Regions from separate parts of the Sus scrofa genome. Here region 2 is linked to region 1. The links are chromatin contacts, called in public HiChIP or PLAC-seq maps. All regions are on one chromosome and are shown on one strand. The core of a region is the stretch at or near the end of the contact, and the rest is flanking DNA. Distances in the headings are between cores, read along the strand shown. Region 1 has its middle 360 kb from the start of PIK3R1. Region 2 overlaps PIK3R1 (phosphatidylinositol 3-kinase regulatory subunit alpha).

The links. HiChIP or PLAC-seq counts read pairs in DNA pulled down with a chosen protein or histone mark.
Region 2: a contact with region 1 is called in an H3K27ac HiChIP or PLAC-seq map of alveolar macrophages. The contact joins two enhancer-like sites. A contact is called at or near these places in 2 of 2 datasets of contacts at active chromatin or transcription factors (alveolar macrophages and skeletal muscle).

The regions. Positions count from the first base shown.
Region 1 is chr16:46,071,249-46,075,477 of Sscrofa11.1, forward strand. No RefSeq gene overlaps it. Among named protein-coding and RNA genes, the nearest start is that of PIK3R1, 360 kb to the right of the region's middle. Within about 2 kb of position 1,768, at least 13 of the 83 cell types and tissues checked have an H3K27ac peak or open chromatin away from gene starts, as enhancers often do. A contact at or near this core is called in alveolar macrophages, where this site is marked.
Region 2 is chr16:46,490,612-46,494,840 of Sscrofa11.1, forward strand. The region is part of intron 2 of PIK3R1 (phosphatidylinositol 3-kinase regulatory subunit alpha); the gene reads left to right. Among named protein-coding and RNA genes, the nearest start is that of PIK3R1, 58 kb to the left of the region's middle. Within about 2 kb of position 2,315, at least 7 of the 83 cell types and tissues checked have an H3K27ac peak or open chromatin away from gene starts, as enhancers often do. A contact at or near this core is called in alveolar macrophages, where this site is marked.

The DNA.
Region 1 (4,229 bases), core at 518-3,017:
TCACCTCGCCAGTGATTATTTAACAGAGCTGTTGTCTTCAGAGTCTTATGACACATGCTAAGCAATCCTAAGCTTTCATTTCTTTCACTTTTGAAATGTTTCAGACTGGTTCTCGGAGTCTCGTGTCTGCTGTCCTATCTCCCCCTCCTCAAATGCATCATTTTATAATTTCTTTTTTTTTTAAATTTGAGCTTGTGTTGTAACATTAATTTTTAGAGAAAGATGAACATTTTAGCCTCTTGAGTGCAGTTTTCCTGGGCTTGAACATCAGTGGGTTAAACATAATAATCATCTATGGAACACCTACTCTGTGCTTGGGGTCCTGCTACGTCTTTGGTGTCAAACATACTGTATGGCTATGTGCTATACACTCAGGTTGAGGGGAGGACAAACTGGAAGATGTTTCACTTTCTTCCATGCACAAACAGGATGGTATGAATACTTAAAGGACCAGATATTTCCCCCCCCCCGAGACAAATTAGTAACAGTATACATAAATTTTTCTTTGCTCTCAGAAGTTGCAGTGGTGACCTGGTTATTTGCATTCTGATCCTATTACACACCATGTGGATACTTTATGAGAACAAAGGCAAGAATGAATAGAAATCACACACACAAAATCTTGCTAGCTCGTTGCTTTGGGTCTCTGCTTCATCTTATAGTGACAACTTGGGTCAAGGCTTCTTTTAAAGACATTTTACTAAGTGAATCCATTAATTTATTTTTATCACGATAGAAACATGGATCCTGAGATTTAATATATCTTCCTCATAGAGAACATTTTTTCCATTAAATACCTACAAACAGCCTAAGTCAGGGAAAATGGAGCATGAGCACCGTTTCATATTAGATCAGAGATTGCTTTGGGTGAGTAGGTTGAGAGGTGAGAAGTGGCTGCCTGAATCAATAGGAAAAATAAGAAAGAAAAAGCCCTTCTTGACTAGAGGAACAAGCCCTAGAGAAGAAACAGCCTCTAGGAGGGTTCATACATCCATTTAATCCGCCTTTGCTCTTGTTATCTTCATAACTTATTCTAGTTTAGTTTATTTTTTCAGGGATGCACCTGTCGTGTATGGAAGTTCCCAGGCTAGGGTTCGAATCAGAGCTATAATTGCCAGCCTACACCGCAGCCACAGCAACACCAAATCTGAGCCATGTCTGCAACCTACACCACAGCTCATGGCAATGCTGGATCCTTAACCCCCTGAGTGAGGCCAGAGATCGAACCTGTGTCCTCACAGATGATAAATTTGTTCTGCTGAGCCATGACAGGAACTCCTTATAACTTATTTCTAAACTCTCCTCTCCAAAACAGGCACACCCACTTCTGGTTATTTTTACCTTCTCATTTGTACCCTCTTTGAGGTTATTTTACTTTCAGTGACTTACACAAGAGCCGTCAGGGCTTTGAAAGGGCCAGACACCACTGTGACACTTTAGGTGTCCATTTCTGGACATCTAATCCCCAGTTCTTTCCTGACAAGAAAATATTACTGGTAGTTAACAAGGCCATCAGACCAGGAGTAGAATAAATCTAAGAAAGAACTGGAGACAGTTTGGGAATGGGATTGACTCGTAAGATAAGATTTAAAAAAATGAAAAGGGAGAGAATTTTTGGTGATGGAAAATATAGACTGGATTTCATCAGGGTGTGATTTGCTACTGAAAGAAACAAACAGCCAATGAGGAATGAATGGTTTACTAGAGCACTAGGCATGGTGCGAATCACCACTGAAAAGGCAGAACTGATTGCAAAATTGGAAACTTAGGTCCTAATGTGGCTCTTTGCCAGCTGTGTGATTCTGGGAAAATCACTCAGCCCTCTGAGCTTCCGTATCTTCATCTGTAAAATAAGAACACAAGCTGAGGTCATCTTTTACATTCCTTCAACCCTAGAATTGTTCTTTTCTTACCTTTTATGTTCCTAAAATCTTGAGACCAAGAGTGGGAAAATTATTCACTAAAATCTTAAATAACAGGCTTGGATTTTCACCAGAGATCATTTATACGGTAGAGGAGGGCAAAAGGGAAATGAGTCTGTAGTGAATTCGTTTTGCTGATGTAATAAATTATGGGGGAAAATAACCCTACCCACTGTGGTCTTTAAAAAGAATAACAATATTGCCCTATATTTCTATTCCATGTTATCCTTTACAGAACAATTACAAATCCATTGCTTTGTTTGATATTTATAGTCATTAGGAGAAACAGGCAGGAAATTGCATATCTATTACCTTGTTTGATACAGCAATTAGGAGAAATGGTAGGAAAACCACTATTTTTACTAGTGACATTAAATTCAGAAAGTTTAACTGTCTTTCAGTCAGGAGCCTCCAGGACAGGGTGCAAATACCCTTGAAAGACACAAATGATGCATTAAGGTGCAAAGGAGAAATGAGAAAAATTCCATTTATGTTTATTTTGTGTCACTCTTTTACTTTCTTTCTCTGTGTTAAGACCTGTAATGTATTAGCACATAGTATTAACATAAGCATTTCATGAATATAATTTTTATGTGGGATCATATGTTTTATGCATTAATTCCTTGATAAAATATATTTGGAGACTATGCTTTACAAAACATTTGGGGGGGAAGTCAAGAGAATAAAACAATTGCTAAGGCTATTCTTAGGGGTCCCTCTTTTGCTTATTCCTTATGAGGACTAGGGGAAGGTGGGAAGGGCTGTGGAAAGGAACAGGTTCAATAAGAATCTTGAAGAAAATCCAGAAAAGTAGACTAACAAATGGAACTGCTCTGGCCGAAGTGGGGCAGCTGGTCACATGCTCCCCACCAACACAGAGGCCCTTTGTTTCTCTCTCACACTGCAGCTCTTTGTCAATCATAATCAACAATTCCATTCAGCTGTTCTTGCTGCCACTTTTCTCCTGCCTTTCAAGTCTATTAGGCAATAAATGTAAGGTAGAACTTCACAAGCCTTTAAAAGGTACGGTTAAAAAGGAAGAAAAATACATCCTAATTGAGGAACCTATGGGTCTTTTCTAATGGGAAAAAAAAGTCTCAGGTGCTCAGAGAAAGTAACTAGGGAATTTTCGTATTATTCATAGCTTGTAAAGTAATTGCCAACTGATTTTAGGGTTTGCCCCAATCCTTTTACTGTGCTGGAAAAGTGTATAAAATTGGGAACAAATATGTTGAGAAGGAGGAAAATTACTGCCTCTCACCCTTGGGCTCCAGGAAGGTATTTTGCTTTTTAGGGCCGCATCTGTGGCCTATGGAAGTTCCCAGACTAGGAGTCGAATCAGAGTTATAGCCGCTGGCCTAAGCCACAGCTGCAGTAACTCAGGATTTGAGCCACATCTGCAGCCTGCACCACAGCTCGCAGCAATACCAGATCCCTGACCCACTGAGCAAGGCCAGGGATTGAACCCGCATCCTCATGGATACTGGTCACATTTATTTCCACTGAGCTACAATGGGAACACCCCAGGATTATTGGTTTATTAGCACAGAAAGTATAATGGAATGGCATGTAATATTAAATAAATGGATACTCTTATTATAAGAGTATAAATAGATAATAAATGGCTACTCATAGGGCAAGTAGGAGGTCATAGGTCAGTATTTGGGACTATTTCAAGAAAAGAGAGTTATAGAAGGGGTGAACTGTTTCCTTTACATATAAAATGATATAGTACAAAAGGAGTCTACCTAAGATTATGGTCATGGTATATGCACAAATCTTTAAACTGCTTTCTCTACTTGTAATTTTTGGGAGACATTAAAGACACCAGATAATTGTTGTAGTTATTTTGTAACCAACAGAGACCACAGATGTTTCTCATGGTGGTATAACACAAGCTTGCCAAGGACTGTGGAACCTTCTGGGGATGAGTTTTTTGTATTTAGAGGGTGTGGCATTGACTCCGAGAGGTGGGAGGACCACAGGTCTTGGTTCCTTGTCTTGCTTCTGTCATTAAATTTCTTGGACAGACTTCATTTCATTTCATAAAGAAAATTTATTGTGGAGAAAATTATGAGAAACTTCCTTTCTCATCTGTAGCATTTATTTGGCAGGCAGTATTTTATTTGCTCTGTGCCCCACTCATTTAAGTGCTGGGGATACTAAGATTAATGAAATACTACCCTTGCAAAGTGCACAGCCTGATTAAGAGATAAAACACACATAGTTAAATCATCACCATATGGCAACAAGTGAACTAAGACACAAACGTGTGGTCAATTCAATAAGTACCATTAAACTCTTCGG
Region 2 (4,229 bases), core at 1,065-3,564, 420 kb after region 1:
TTAGATGCATTATCTTAGCCAGCATTCGTTATGGCTTTGCCCATAGAACTTGAGAAGTTTAAACGTTCAAGATATTAGCCATATAGGCATAAAGTATGAACGTGCTTATAAGGTGTATTTAAGGAAAGTATTTGGGGTTTTTTTAGATTTTTGCCCACCAGAATGTACATTTTTTTCATTTGAAAGAATGAGGGAGATTGTGTCAGACAGGAGTAAAGTTTTGATTGAGCAACAGTTAAAAGACAAGCATCTTAATTTAATATTGATCCACACTTTGCATATACTTTCTGTGTATTTGTGTTACATTTTAAAAGGTAAGTGGCAGTTTTTTATGTACTTCCAAGCTCCTTCCATCAGTAATGAAATACTTGGCTTGGGCAGTCTCTGGAGTCCAGAATTTCAGCTTAAATTTTCCATTCATCCGTGCCAGGCAGTAACTCTAAAATATCTTTTTTTTTTTTTTTTTTTTTTTTTTAATGGAGAAGGCTCCAAAAGGTGCAGCTGTGTGCTGGTTTCATCTTGCACTTTGTAGCGGTGTTGGCACCGTTTACCGTGAGGAATGCCACTGTCTCCCACACGCCACTGGTGCCCAAGGACTGTTCAGGCCTGTCCGTGTTAGTGGTATGGGAAGGGCCTAAGTTGGGAGAGAAGGGCTCTTCTGTTCCATGTGATTGGTTGTCACCAGGGCAAGTGGGGAGGGGAGAGCGGAGTGGGGAGACCTAGTGGAAAATGCAGCTCTGATGTGTCATCAAAAATTTCTTCTGCAACCTGGGACACCTCGTTCACTGGTGTCCTTGTTAAGGACCAATTCCCCTTTTCCTTTGAAATAATACATGTCTTGGCTTCACCACCGCTTTTAGAGCCTTCTGCTCTTCTTGTCTTCTTTCTCCTTAAGCGATACAGATTTCTTCTGATGAAAAATGATTCCCCAAATGAAAAACTGATGTTGGACTGAAGTAGGGGAGTTGAAAATTCACCCAGAGTTTTAAGAGTAGACTTGGCTATCCAGACATACACACTGGCTACAGCCAGATTTAAAAAAAAAAAAAAAAATTCTTCATTCAGGTGTAAAAGTCTGTCTGGAAGGCGAAATCAAGTGAGAATTGATGTGTCAACTTGATGAGAATCATGCTCTGGTAATTTGTGTTTTGTTTGATAGTCGCCATATATAATCTCTGTATATTTAAATATGCATATTTAGTTATATCACATTTTAGTTTATTGAACTGTGTGATATGGTACTTTATCATGGACTTTTCAGAGGACAACTTGCCAAATTTGGTACTTCCTAGCAACTGTCATTTCCTGTTGGAATTTCCTAAGGTGGGATCTAACAGAAATGTAAATATTGACCTTGTATATTTGATAAAATTAAAGGAATGGTGGATTTTAGGGTTGTTGAAATAATTAGTATTTTGCTTTAGAACGGCATTTTCGACTTTCGCTGCTAATTGATCCTGGTGCCCAAAGTGGAAAATGTGAACTTTAAAGGCTTCTTGTGTAGTGCTTCCTCATTCCCTATGTTTAAACATTTTAAAGGGGAAATGGATTGAATCATAGATATTGTGCTAGAGAATAGGAAATCCTTGAATTGTTACTTTAAAAAGTCTTCTCTCTTTGTAAAATTTACCTTTTAACATTCCCATGGCAAAACTTTGATCAGGTAGGATGGATTTCTCTACTTGGGTAATATACTTTCTTCAATATTAAAAATTCAGTGATATGTTCAGTCAATATAGTACAAAAGGAGTACCTGTACTCCACACTATATGGTCTAGTTTTTTCTTATTAAAATATTCCAGGGTGCACTTTGTGAGGTGTTGTTGCAAGGACCTGGTCGCCATCACAATGCTTTTTAGAAACTTCATGTAGCATTTGAATGAGTAAAACCAGTGGTATTTTGCAGCTCAGGATATGGAAAGGTAACTACCATATTTGCCAGAGACACATTGAAAGGCTAAGGAAATAAGGTAGTGTGCCCCCCACCCCCACCTTCTTCAAGCTGAAGTGAAGAAATAAGAGCAGTAGAAACAACTTTATATGTAGTATTTGCCAACCCAGTAATAGAACAACTGTCAGATGCATATTTCAATCACTGTTAAGTGAAATCTCTAATTATCACTTAACTTCCATATTTGCCTGCAGAAATGATTGTGTTGATAAGATTCTACAAGGCGATAAACCTTGATTAAGTAATTCCATTTTCAGTTGCCAACTTTATTAAAAAAAAAAATGCCTGTGTAATTTATGAAGAACAGGAAGGAGGAACTAGGCATGTTGGTTGGACGAGTGTTGTGTGGATTTGTGGGTTCCTGTGTTTGCTGTTTAGCTTTTAGCTTTCTGGACCTTGGCATGTGCTGTGAGCTCTGTAAGTTTGAGAGGACCATGGAGAAACACTACAGTGAGCCCCCATTAGTAACATGTCCCTACCTTTATGTTTTCCTTCTGTCACCTTATGCTGCTGGGATGATATTTTGCACAGTGTAGAAAGCATTTACGGGGGAGGAGGTTTTTGTGAGCTGATCAGCTCAGGCAAAGGGAAGTAGTTGATCATTTGTCAGAGGAAATGAAATGTTGTGCTCTTTCATTTTCTAGTATTTCTTGTTTTAAATCTTAACCGTGCTTTCAATGCTCAAGACTACAAACCTTGCAAGGTATTGGTGTTTCTAGCACTTTTTCAGGTATCCTCATATTTTTATAGATTTTGGCCGAAGTTATTGCTGGATTTTTGTCAGGCAGGGGGTGAGGGTTACCCAGATGGATTTGCTTCTCCTAATAGCATGTCCTAAAATGTACTGTTAACCCAAAACAGATTGCTGGTTCCCTTCCTGGCTCTCCTGATTCAGGGAGTTTGTGGTCGTACCCAGGCATCTGTCTTCCACAGGTTCTCCCCGTGATCCATTGGTGCAGGCAGGCGGGGGAAAAACACGGGTGCGGTGATGTTCCCACTCAGCTCTCCTCATCGTGACCATCATTATGGCATCTAGCGGCATATCTGTCCTGCCTTTATGCCTTTGTAAAATGTGTTTGAGTGCTGTTGCCATGGGACAAAGTGGCCCAGGAAACTGAGTGATAACCTTTGTATGCCCTGAGTTCAGGTGCTGAAGCCCATGTCTGGTTCCTTGTTCTCGGGGACAGCTTTATCATGGGCTCTTTGTAGCACAAAGTCAACTTGGGAATCTTTTAGCTACTGTTGGCAAAATTTGCCCTGGCTCAGATTATAGGCTTCTTCAATACCGTGGTCACCAGCCAGATAGACCTATTTCACTTTAAATCAGTAAGTATTAAAAAATTCACTTCCTCCTTTGCAGTAGCTCCACTTTCAAGTGCTCAGCAGCACCTGTTGGGTGGCACAACTAATAGAACATTCCATCATCACAGCAGGTTTTATGGGAGGGTGCTGCTCTACGATTTCCTTCCGTAACATAGCTCTTCTCCTTTTATCGTGGGCAGTTAGAATGGCTAATAGAGTTAGGTGGCAAGATCACATTATAGTCTATCTCAGGGAATACTGCAACCTAAAGGGGTCTTAGAGTCTAGGGTTTGGGTTTTCAAAATGACAGAAATGAGGTTAAAATTTAACAACATAAGCTGACTTTACTCTTGTCTTGTGAATCTGTTCTTTTCCCATGCTGACTCAGTACTAGAAAGATGGGCTTCATTAGACATTTGCTTATTAACCTGGTACGTGGCTTATAATAAAGAATCACACCACTAAGATCTCATTGAGATGACGTTGTCAGTATTCAGTTTTTCTTAGATTATATAAACTATTCCTAGATAAAAGTACATACCTTTATGAACCTTAAGTGTCTAAAAGTTTATTGATGGCTGATAAACAGACTACACATGTAGCTATTTTCATTTACTCATTTACTCATATTCTGCAGTTTGAGGAATTTGACATGAGTCTATTTAGCTCCCTCTTCTGGTATATTATGAGAAAAATATTTTTACTTAAGATGGTTTCATGTATTTGTGGAGTAAAGATACAGTTACCAGTGTAAGGTTGAAGGACATTATTTGTGTCATCCAATTGGATTTTATTTCTTTTGTATCGTTGGGTAAAACATGTAGGTAAAGCATGGAAAAACAGTTTACGAAGGCATTACATTTCTTAAGATGGTAACTGACCAAAACATACGTAAGCAGATAAAGGCTTTTCTACAGCACATGCACAAGCACTCCATTGAATGTCAAGTGGCGGGGGGGTCATTTGTACTGGCTTT